4 separate regions of the Mus musculus genome follow, and all the other regions are linked to region 3. Evidence: chromatin contacts called from public promoter capture Hi-C data. All regions are on one chromosome and are shown on one strand. Each heading gives the region's core, a stretch centred on a gene start, on an enhancer-like site or on the middle of the called end of the contact. The rest is flanking DNA. Distances are from core to core; before and after follow the strand shown.

What was found. Promoter capture Hi-C pulls out the DNA fragments that hold promoters and counts their contacts.
Region 1: a contact with region 3 is called in a promoter capture Hi-C map of pre-B cells, with 2.9 times the contacts expected there. The contact joins the promoter of Trmt10a here to the promoter of Odf2l in region 3.
Region 2: a contact with region 3 is called in a promoter capture Hi-C map of pre-B cells, with 2.4 times the contacts expected there. The contact joins the promoter of Tyw3 here to the promoter of Odf2l in region 3. A contact is called at or near these places in 2 of 39 promoter capture datasets (the C10 cell line and pre-B cells).
Region 4: a contact with region 3 is called in a promoter capture Hi-C map of pre-B cells. The contact joins the promoter of Lrriq3 here to the promoter of Odf2l in region 3. A contact is called at or near these places in 1 of 39 promoter capture datasets (pre-B cells) and 2 of 484 Hi-C or Micro-C datasets (CD4 T cells and CD8 T cells).

What each region holds. Positions count from the first base shown.
Region 1 is chr3:138,142,191-138,144,890 of GRCm38.p6, forward strand. It overlaps Trmt10a (tRNA methyltransferase 10A), which reads left to right and starts at 1,258. Exons shown (of 8, transcript NM_175389.5): 1 at 1,258-1,406. It also overlaps a transcript of Mttp not described here.
Region 2 is chr3:154,595,797-154,598,496 of GRCm38.p6, forward strand. It overlaps Tyw3 (tRNA-yW synthesizing protein 3 homolog (S. cerevisiae)), which reads right to left and starts at 1,302. Exons shown (of 6, transcript NM_172474.5): 1 at 1,057-1,302. The coding sequence starts at 1,230. It overlaps Cryz (crystallin, zeta), which reads left to right and starts at 915. Exons shown (of 9, transcript NM_009968.4): 1 at 915-1,488.
Region 3 is chr3:145,117,078-145,120,069 of GRCm38.p6, forward strand. It overlaps Odf2l (outer dense fiber of sperm tails 2-like), which reads left to right and starts at 1,512. Exons shown (of 17, transcript NM_001162538.1): 1 at 1,512-1,705. Gm40163 (a long non-coding RNA gene) reads right to left here and starts at 1,336. Exons shown (of 2, transcript XR_867692.2): 1 at 1,266-1,336; 2 at 1-38.
Region 4 is chr3:155,092,041-155,094,740 of GRCm38.p6, forward strand. It overlaps Lrriq3 (leucine-rich repeats and IQ motif containing 3), which reads left to right and starts at 1,394. Exons shown (of 8, transcript NM_028938.2): 1 at 1,394-1,630. It overlaps Fpgt (fucose-1-phosphate guanylyltransferase), which reads right to left and starts at 1,338. Exons shown (of 4, transcript NM_029330.2): 1 at 1,259-1,338. The coding sequence starts at 1,316.

The sequences.
Region 1 (2,700 bases), core at 8-2,507, 7.0 Mb before region 3:
TCTTAAACTTTTATATGCTTCTTTGGCTAAACTGCAGTTTTTACTCGTACCTTTTTTTTTTTTTTTTTTTCATACTTTGGATTGATTCTGCAACCATGAGATCAAATAACCAAGTCAAATTTGGTCACATCATAAAAATGAGGATTTTTCTCCTAACTTAAAAACTCTTTTAGATATCAAGGATGCTAGGCATTACCTCTAAAACTGTACCGTTATTTTAAAGACAGATCCCATAAGGGCAACAGAACAGCTGCTGAAAGATCTGGCACACCACTCTGCCAGCCTGAATTTAATGACCTACATGTGAAGGGCTCCATATCCAGTTACTAACCCTCCCTCAGCTACTCTCTGCCCTGATACGGAGGCAGCCGAAAAAAGATGCCCTACTAACAGCTCATAAGTGGATTCACATTTTACTGCCAATGTTCAGTTAACAGAAATCTCTAAGATTTGAGAGATCCACAACACAGAGCATGTGATCCACATCTTTTTCCAAATAAAAACAGAGTTTAAAAAAGATCTCCCCCACACACTAAATTCAGAGACGATTCAGTTCATTTAAGAGCCTGTAACAAGTTCAAAAGGTCAAGCAACAAGAAAAATCTAATGATGGGTCTTTATTTGAAAAATAGTTTTTTATCTGCAAATTCTACAGATTCATCCATCAGAAAAGCCAAATTAAAACAAAACAACTACAAAAAGACCAACCTACCCAACTGTTTGGTTTTTCTTTTTCCCTCGGTTGACTTGGTCTATATTTAGCAAAAAGATTATATAAGGTCAAGTATTTACAAACGATGAAATATCACTAGTGTTTTGCAAAACAGCATAAACAAAACCTCAAAGGATGGACTGTAAAGTATTATGTTTTACTAAGGACATAAAAAGAAAACTTTAAAATTCCTAAGTTCGATGAATTTCTATTAAAAATTTCAGTTTACAATTTTTTCACTTATGAAAGACCATTGGTAACTTTCTTACATAAATTAGAAGTACGTTGGGCAATACTAGATCATCCTCTCAACGCAGAAAAAAATAAGAGCATTTCGTCTGTTTCGCATTTCAATTTCTTTCAGTGGGGCGATCTTCGCCTCGAGACCCGAGCTTACACAGGCCTGTGGGTAGAAATGCAACGCTTGACCGGGAAAAACGCCTCGCGGTAGCCACTAACCATTCCCGCAAAACCCAGGCCCAGACCCCGCCCCCTACAGGCTCCTCCTCTTTCTCCGGTTTGGAGTTAGCGCAGTCCGATGACGTAAGCCGTAAGTGCCGTAACCGGGCGCGCAACCACCGCCTCTGCCTCTGGGAGTTGAAGTTTCTGAAGGAGGACGACCGCGTGGAGCCGAGAACACTTCAGAAAGGCTTTCTAACCGCACCCCGGCGTTCCCCACCGGCCCCGCGGCACGGTAAATATGGCACTGCGGCTGTCGTGCCCCTGCCCGTTGGTATCCTTTCGGATGCCAAAGGAGCGTGAGCTACCCTAGCCTCCGCTGCAACCAAGGCTTCCGGAGTAGAGGGTGAGGGCCTGGGAAGTAGTTGCCGGTTTGCGGAGGAAGTGGCGTCAGGTGTGCGTTTTCCACGCCCCTCGCCACTCACGTGCCGTCTTCCAGAGTCGTGATTGGTCAGCTGCGGTTCGTTCGCGGGCGCAGGGCCCCGCTCGGGGCGTGCGCGCGCCCGGTTGTCGCCGCGGTGTGCGCTCCGGGTTTCTGTTGTTTAGGAGAGTCCCTACCGGAAGTGTGGCAGAAAGGAGCCATGTGGAGTCTCAGGGTAGCTTGTCGCAACGCTGCGTTGCGCCTAGAGGGCAGGCGAGCCGTTTTCCCTTCTTTTCCTCTTTTTCCTTCCCTGGGTCAGGCCGTCGCATGTAAGGGCGCCGAGGGGCAGTTGCTGCCCAGGCGGCTCGGCCTCGTGGTCAGCTGAGGATGAGGTTAAGATGGACGCGTTACCGGTTGCCACTGAAATATTTTGTGTTTAAAATGTGGTTGCGTGTCCGGAGATGTAAAATTACTCATTTAAAAAAAAAAAAAAAAAAAAGCTCTCCTGAGATTCCCTCCCAAGCCAGAACTCAAGCCAAAGGGACTTTGACAACTGAACAAAGGGCTATTGCTACTGCGGTACAGACCAACGCGTTTAAAAATAAAAAAAAATAAAATAACATAAAAATACCCTGAAGTAGGCATGTATTGATTTTAGAGTTACCGAAAAGAAAGCTTAAAGACTACGAGGGCCGTTTTAGTCGATTTGATAACAGCCGGGTTTTTGTCTTTGGCATTAAGTGACGTATGCTCTTCCCCACACCAGATAGTCTTTGTCAGTATTACTCAGTTTTGAGTTTTGTAATCCTGTCTGATAACTTATATCCAAGAATTAACCATCCAGGTTTTTTCTTTTTAAGATATGCTAAAGTAAAGTCTCAGAGTTGTTTTATCTTTCTGTAAAATGTTCTTAAATACTTGTTAGACTTGGATTAGTGGATTAAAATGTGCTTTAAGCATCACTGCTGGTCTGGGAGAAGCCTCAGACTCGCTGCCATAGAGATTCACCTCGTGACCCAAACTAAAGCCGTGTGTTCAAAAGTGCCGTGTTTTACATAATGCATCAAATTCTTACTCTATTACTTAGTAGACAGTCGGAGCGGAAGCTATCTTGGTGAAGTCTAGACAAAACAAGACAGCCAGCTAGTATTTTATCTGCATTCATGTA
Region 2 (2,700 bases), core at 52-2,551, 9.5 Mb after region 3:
AAAAAAAAAAAAACAAAAGGTAGGGAGGAGGCTGGAAGTTTCACTCAGTGGTAGAGTGTTTGCTGAGCATGATCGAGACCCTAAGTTCGGTTCTCAGTACTCTGCCACTCCTAAATGAAGAACAGGAACAAGACAAAGACAAGTAACTAAAGAAAATAGTTCAATCTTGGCAGTTGGTTAAAATGAGGAAAGGATTGCAGGTTACAGAACAATATAAATTTGGATTTTCTAAAGTAAATTCTGCTTAAAAATGAAAATATATAAAATATATATCATATTCTATTATGATTATATTTTGTATAATCATAATTATAATATGTTTTCATTATAGATATTTTACACATAGTATATACATATATATTTATACATTTATAAATATATTATACATATATGTGTATGCATCCCTCATATGCATATACATATGAATGTGTTGTGAAACATGGCTTGGAGAAGAGACAACAGTGTTTTGGAGACTCGTCTGAATAAACCCAGGCAGGGCAGTTGTAGAAGAGGTGTGGGCAGCTAGCTTGTGAGCAAGAGTGTCCATGAACAGAACGGGAGTGGTGGAAGCAATATAAACATGAACAGACCTCGATAATCTGGGACTTCAGTACGTGAAGAACCAAGCGGAACCTAGCGACTTTTAACCAGCAATATGGGGCCAGGCACGATGAGAAATGTTGGAAATAAATTACCCTATTTCACGTGTTGTCTAGTTATCCTGTGTTGTGGGACAGGAAGAGGATGAGAGCGTGCAGCCAGGGGCTTTGACCATGTATCTACAGTACTGTTTCATTTAGAGCTAAAATGCCCAGGGCTGTAATAATGACACCGGCCACCAGGGGGCAGCGACCCCTTAACCTTCGGGCGCCCATCTCATAGCGACAGTGATTGGGTTAGCGCGGCTCGAGGGCGAGCGTGACCGAAGGGACTTGGAGACTCGAGCTCCTCCAGCGCTCTGTAAATCCAATCCCCAGCCTTCGCCACTTAAGCTAGCTCCACCATCACCCGGAGGACGCATTAGCATTGCACAGCCTCCCCCGGCCCGGGCCTCACCCCGTCCAGAAGGAGGATGCGCCCTGCGCAGGAGCTGGTGGTGAAAAACTCTTCCCGCGAGTTCAGGAGCTCCACCACCTCCACCGCGTCCTCGTCCACACTGCCCTTGCGGCTAAGGTCCGCCTTGCTCAGACTCTGCGCCTTCCACCGGCCGAACTCCGCGCTACGGTCCATGAGCGAGCGAGCGAGCTGGGGTCGGCTTTCTGCTCTGGAATGCGCCTTCTTCTCCATGGGCGCAGCCATATTGCCGCCACGGTGGCCGGAGAGGACCAAAGTTCCCCATTGGCGCAACCAGGAGCAAGACGTGCGCCGCCAGACCGTACAGGCGTAAACCGAGAGGGGGAGCCTAGCGAAGTTAGGGAAAGCCAGCCCACCTCTTTCCCCACAGACCTTCTGGAGCTTAGGAGGTTTTGTTTCCTACTCTAGAGGAGGGTAAGTCACCCAGGACCGCAAGCAAGGTCCTACTCTTGTCTGCCGGGAGGCTTTTTTTTTTTTTTTTTTCTTTCTTTCAAGTTCTAGGCTCCAGGAGATCTATCTGCACTGGAGAACTGCACAGCAGGCGGCCGGTGGTTCCGACTGGGGTAGCTGCCTACTGATGCCTGGGGATTTCTGCCGCCACCCAGGCACTCGCGCCCCAACTCCGGGTTCACAACTTCCCAGGTGCAGGTAGAGGAGGTCTGTGTTCTGTCCTCCGGTGTGTATGCAGTGGGCGTTGTTATTCCTATTTTTAGACATAGTGGCACCCACCTACAGTAGTCTTCAAAAGAAAGAAGAGAGACCTAGAGAGAGTCAGAGACAGAGGGACACAGAGAGGGACAGAGTTAGAAAAACCTAATACATTGTTAACTACATCTTGCGCATTTACAGTTCCCAGAGTTCCTGCCTCAGTCTTGTGACCAGAAAAGACCTGTTAATGATTGAAAGTGCAGAGGCCACTGTGTGGACTTCGTGTCCACCTCGAGCCCCTGAAGCCACCATAACTCCCCGCTGGCTCCTGCCCTAGGAAATGCAGCTTGTAGCAAGCAGCATTCTGTCACACTGAAGCGGGGCCTGCCCTGTCCATGAGATGCTGCAGGGGTACAGAGTGATCAGTGTGAAAGCAAGACCGTGACAACATCATATAGCCAGAAGACTTGGACTGGATACTTTAATTTTCATCATTTATTCGTGTTTCCAAGTTAATAGTAAGCCACAAGCTTCCATGAGCCATTCTGGAACAGTGGCAGTACATTTTATAACTATGAGGCCTCTTTTTTAGTCTTCATTTAAAACTCTCTCTAGAAATCAATTTTATTTTATTTTGCTCTTTTTTCCACACCGTGTGTATTCCTGGTGCACTCAAAGGACAGAAGAGGGTATTAGATCTCCTGGGACTGGAGTTAGAATAGGTTTCGAGCCTGAGTCACCAAGTTGGTGCTGGAAAGCCAAATGAAGCCCTCAGCAAGAGGATAACAAGTGTTCCTTGCCGCTAGCCCTAACCTTGGCCCTCTGCACTTCATTAGTAATATGTCTTTCCTCTTGAGTTTGAGAGTTGACTCACTAACTCTATGTTAAGATATACATACGTCTAACATATCCCCTACCCATTTAACTTTCATTTAAACCAATGAATGAGTTTCAATCAGTCTAGAGGAGGAATTTTTA
Region 3 (2,992 bases), core at 262-2,761:
TGCTCAAGTGAGAATACAGCAAGGAGGCTTCCAACCATCTGTAAGCATTAGGAACAGACAACTCACTAGCAGCCAGATTGGTTGATTCTTGAGTTGGGTCTTCTGAGATTCTAGAAATGTGATAAATATGTTTCTGTTCTTTAAACAACTCAGCCTACGCTACTTTCTTATACAAGGCTGAATTAAGACGTCTATTACCAGTCTATCCATGGCTGCTCATGTACCCAGCATGTCCATATTGAATGTCCCAGGCAACAGAGAGAAGAGCTTCAAGCTACTTATGCAGAAGGTGCATATTGAAGTGGCTTGTTGTTTTTGACTGTGGAATATCATTCCATTGTATTGAATATGTAATCAATTTTCCTGCTGGTAAACATTCAATCTACTTGCCATTTTTAGCTATTATAAACAAACTTGCTATTTATGACTTTCTTATAGAATATTTCATAAACATGTATTTTCATTTTCCTCACCTAGGCGAACAGCTCCCTATGGAAACTCCCTAAGAAGCACAGCATCTGGCTCTGAAGAGCTTGTACTAGCCATACTGAAGGGCCGACAGTTCAGCTCCTAGCTGACATTTCCCATAGCTACCATTTTACTCTATCTACTAGAAGTATGCGCTGCTTCGATATGCTGTTCATTTTTATATCTCTTCCTGTGGTGGAACCTGAGGGAGTGGAGCGGAGGAACGAGGCAGACTAACGCCGCATGCAATAGCCAACTTTATTCAGAGCATCAGACAGTGTATACCCTGAGTGCTAAGAAAGGTCACTTGAGTATATAAGAAGGACAAGGTGCACGCGGCAAAAACATGTTTGTTTGTTTGTTTCCCATAGAGGCAAATAAATGGATAATAGCCAGTTGTACAAAAACTCGGACGTAAACTCACTCCTATCTACTACACCTGGGAGGTGCATGAAAACATTCCAAGAACAATGACAAAACTCCCAAAATCTCATAAGGAAAACAAAACAAAACAAAATAAACAAACAAAAAACCACTACTAGGTCCTACCAAGATCTCATTTGGCCGGTTCAGCAGTTTAGAAAGCACAGCAGCTTTATCTAAGGACTTAGGAGGACTTGAACGACATTTTGGAGAACCTGCTGACTATGTTTTTAAAGAAGAAAAACTCCTGTGGGGGATAATGCCATACACTGGAAAGGTTTTTCTGTCTTGGGTTTTTTCAAATCCTAGCTACAAAAAAGGGCAAAAGCAGGGAAGTCATTTTTCGATCCAGTGTCAAGAGACTCGGAACGGACCTTCCTTCCCTGCTAGGATGAGAGCGGTTGAGATTTTCGGTCAGCGACGCACAAAAGCTACGCCTTTTCTCAAAGCTAAAGCTTTTGAAAAATCTCACTAGAGAAACCAGAGCAGAGACAACCCCCCGCCGGCCACGCCCCCTCACTCCCTCCAATCACAGCAGGAACGGCGCTCGCGCTCTAGAGCTCCCGACCAATTAGCTGCGTCGGAGCGGGCCGATGAGGGCGGGGCGTCCGTTTCCACAGAAACCGCAGGCCGGTTACTAGCAACGTTGAGCTCCAAGGTGGACGCGCTCAGGCCGCCGCTGCCTGTTCTGGTGACTCGTCAGCTTCTCTCCCCGCGCTCCCTGCCCTTCCCTCTGGCCTCCTACTCTCTCTGCACTCTCCGCCTGCTGCAGTGACCCAGGGCCGGGCAGGCCTCAGAGAGGCCTCCGGCCATTGTAGGTAGTGGCGGCGGCGGGGGATGACGTCAGGGCGACGGGCGGACGGGCGGGCGGGCGCGAGTCTGGGGTGGGCTCTGAGGGCGGGCCGCGCGTGACCCTAGGCACCCGGAAGTGAAACCCGTGGTGCCCACCCCTCCTGAACAGTATGTGTTTGGTGCTCAGGTCCTCACTGTCACCCAGAGGAAAGCGGACATTGTGCCCCTGCTTCCCGCGGTGTGGTCTCGGGGCGCCGGGGAGAAGTTAGCGGGGGATAGGGTCCCTGCAGAGCGAGGGTCCGGGTTTGGGGGTGTTTCCGACATAGTGTTTTCCTAATCTTGAGCTCACCCGATGCCAGTCCAGTTCTTGACGTACCCCGAGTCATGTCCCCTGTCTCTGGCACTGAATATGTCAGTTGAGTAACCTTAACCTAACGGTGGCTGCTATTGGTGACCCTAAAGACCAAGTTTCTCTGTCACGCCATGGCTTACAAGGGTGTCAAATGTTTGAGGGTACGAGTGCCTCTGGTTTAGGTAAAGGATCAAACTGTAGAAATCGTGCCTGTTTGTAAGCTTTACTTCATACCTTTGATTAATGGTGAGACCGGCCATATTTGTAATTTTTAATAGCAAAGTATTATTATTGCTGTTTTCTGCTAATTCTACAACTGGTGTATATTAATAGTTTTAGTCTTTGCTTTTCGAGCGTCTCAAGATCTGAGCAGATAGCCTCATTTATTCGTCACTTTTGTTAACTCCATACAGACAAATGGGAGTCAGGATGAGTATAGAAACGATCCGTTGCAGGCCACTGATGCCCCCAACCCCCACCCTCTGGTTTAGTAGTTCTCCATTTATGACTGCTTCAGCAATGACTTTCTACAAAGAACAGATAGGTCTTCAAGGTTGTTCTGTAAAATCAGTTCTGATCAACTCAGGCTTGTAAGTAAATTTAAGGTAGGTTGGTTAATTCAGGATAATTACTTTAAAAAGGAGAAAGTGGAAAAAACGTGAAGATTGCTGAGCTGCCCCGCAGAGTGGGCCAGATGGCATCTAAGTTTAAAGGTGGGATAAAGTAAGATGAGTCCAGGGATTCTACTTCTTGCTCAGTGTGTCACCGTGACTCTAAACCACCCCTGTTGCTGTCCTTGATGGTCATCCGTGGTCCTAACATCTGCAGTATCCTGGGATCTTTAACCAGTGGCCTCTTCTGTCCTTTCATTGTACCAGTCCTCAGTTTCTTTCCGTGACACTTGCAATCCTTGTGTATCCACTGCATTTCTCCAATAACATCTCCTGGGCTTTCCTT
Region 4 (2,700 bases), core at 144-2,643, about 10 Mb after region 3:
ATTGCAAGTGATTGTTCACATTCAGTTACAGATTGAAGTTCTATTCTATACTTCCCCCCTTCTCACTAATGCACTTGACTAGAGATAGAGGAAGGCAAAGCCTACCTAACCCAGAACTCCTCTAATGTGCTTGAAATTGGTCCTGCGAGTTCACTTCAGGGTCTCTCTATCTTGGCAATGGGAGACCCAGAAGGCTGGACTTCTGCAGAATAAATACTCTTTGTGTTTACATACTGTTGGAATCTGGGGCATCATTCTTTGGTGACTCATTCTTCAGTGAATCATGGACTCTTCCACTACTTGACAGATTGGCTCTGAACTCATATTTATTTTCTATCTATCTACCACACGACCGATCGATCTACCTATTATCTATCTGTCTATCAATTATCATCGTCTATTTGTCTGTGCAATCCAGGTAGGTCTTGAACCTCGTTCCTACTGCCTTAGCGTCTCAAGTAGATGACAGTACAGACTTGCGACACCAGTCCTAGCTTCTAATATTTTTATTAACGATGATCAAACTACACTTTATATAAGCAATCAGAATACAACACAAACCCCAGGACTAAACTTCTCAATGAACTCATTAAATGACAAATTGCACTTTCAAGAATCAGTGGAACCCTCTAATCAGCAAAAATATTAATAAGGTTTTTAACAAGTTGAGAGAGAATGAGAGGGAGGGGAAAGATAAAGAGGGAGGGAGGGACTGAGATAAGAAGGAGGAATAGGTAGGAAAGGAGGGGGAAGGGGAGGGAGAAGGAGAGGAGAGAGACAGACATGTTAGCTTGGATTTAATAGTTCCAATCATTCTGGTATCCAAATATAAGACCGTACATTTTAGGCACTCATAAATATCAATTTTACCAGACAGCTGTACCCCAAACTTACATTATCAAATTTAAAGCCATGATTGCCTCCGTATTGGGGTTTACATTGGAATAAAGTGGAGTTAAGCAGCGGGGCTTGGGAAAAGAAAAGAAACAAGGTAACGACTACTGCAGACTCTAAGCAAAAGGTCTTCTACCACTGAGTTAAGCCAGTGTTACTTCCCGTTGGTAATTCTCTTACTGCTCCTTCCTGACATCTAAGTTTAGGCTCGCACAGAGAGGAGGAAAAGGGAAAAAGGGAAAAGTCTGGCTGGCCTGGCCAGGACGGAGCGGACAGGAAGGGGTATCGGACAGGAAGCTGCGCGGGGTCCTTGGGAAGGCGCTCTCCGTGCAGGGGGGCAGAGAACTCAGTTCCGCCTTGGTACCTCTCAGCTCAGAAAATCTGCGCAGTTTCCGCAGGGTGGCTTCGCGGAGAGACGCCATGGCCGACTTCCGGGAGCACACTTAGCACGCACGCGCACTCCAAACCCCGCCCCGCCCCGCCCCGCCCCGCCTCCTCCATGCTCTCCACGTCACCGCGGCCCTGGAAGCGCCCTGAGACTTGAAAAGCTAGGATGGCGTGAGCGTGCGCAAGCGGCGTTTCCTGGGCAACGATCTGTGGGGCAGATGGGCGGGCACCTAGCGGGGTCGGGTTGTGCGGAGCTCTGGGTTCCTGCCTTACCGTGTCTGACAACCCGCGGTGCGACCGAGAAGACCAACCCACCCACCATTAGTGGATCCACCACCCAGATGCTGAGGTGACCTGCCCGCACGGAGCTCCTATTCCTGTCAGAAGCCTCCCAGGGAGGCCAGGCCCCTGAACCAGAGAGAGGCTCGGCTCTGTGGGATGCTTTCTGGTGGGCCAGACTACTCTGCACCCTTCAGTTGTCCAACTTCCCAGGCCCAGTACTGAACTAGCGCCTTTAGCCAGCACTGCACACTCTGTTGTGTTCACTTGCTTCAAGGAGATTCAACCAAAGGTGCCAGATATTGGAAAGAACCAGTCTTACTTAATACACTTTCATAGAGTGGTTATATGTGTTTCTCTTGTAGAGTGCATAAGTTTATATCGAGTACTACAGGTTGATCTCTTTAATCTTTCACATAGTACATAGAGAGGAACGCTATTTGAGGAAGCCATTTCAGTCTGAAACCCAGAAATCTTACCACTACAATTTGACTTGAGAAGCTTCTCTTCTTTAAAATCTAACTCAGAATTCTGCATAGCAGCTCCCTATGAACTTTTAAGTTTCTGAGTAAGCTTAGTTTTTCACTTAAAGCCTTGACCTCAGCATTTAATTCTGTATTTAAAGTGGACACATTTGTGGGGAGGAGATAACTGTTTCACAATACACTCCGGCTGAAGGAAATTAAGAAAATACAGAAAGGCCCGATAGATAATAACAGCAATAGCAGTCAGAGCTTGTAATTTATAGTCTTGAGTGAACTGGAGTCATCCCAGGTTTTTGGTGACCTGCCTTATGTTTAAAGGGCACAGACACACTGAAGTATGTTGGTGGGTATGGCAAGAATATAAGCAGAGCTTTATTTGGAGTCTACTAAAGTAACACAAACAGGAAAGATTTGGTGGAAATTTAAAAGATAATAATGGGAGATGGAGAGAAATTGCTTAGATTATAGAAACACTTAACCAACAACACCTGTCCAATAAATAAGTGTGGATTGTGAGAGAAATTACTAAAAGATGCTGAAAGTGGATGACATGACATTTAAATGAGCTGAGGAAAGGTATGTATGGGGAAGCATAGTGAAGTCATAAGAGAAGACCTGTAATAATATTGGATATGTAGAATAAACTAGTGCAAAT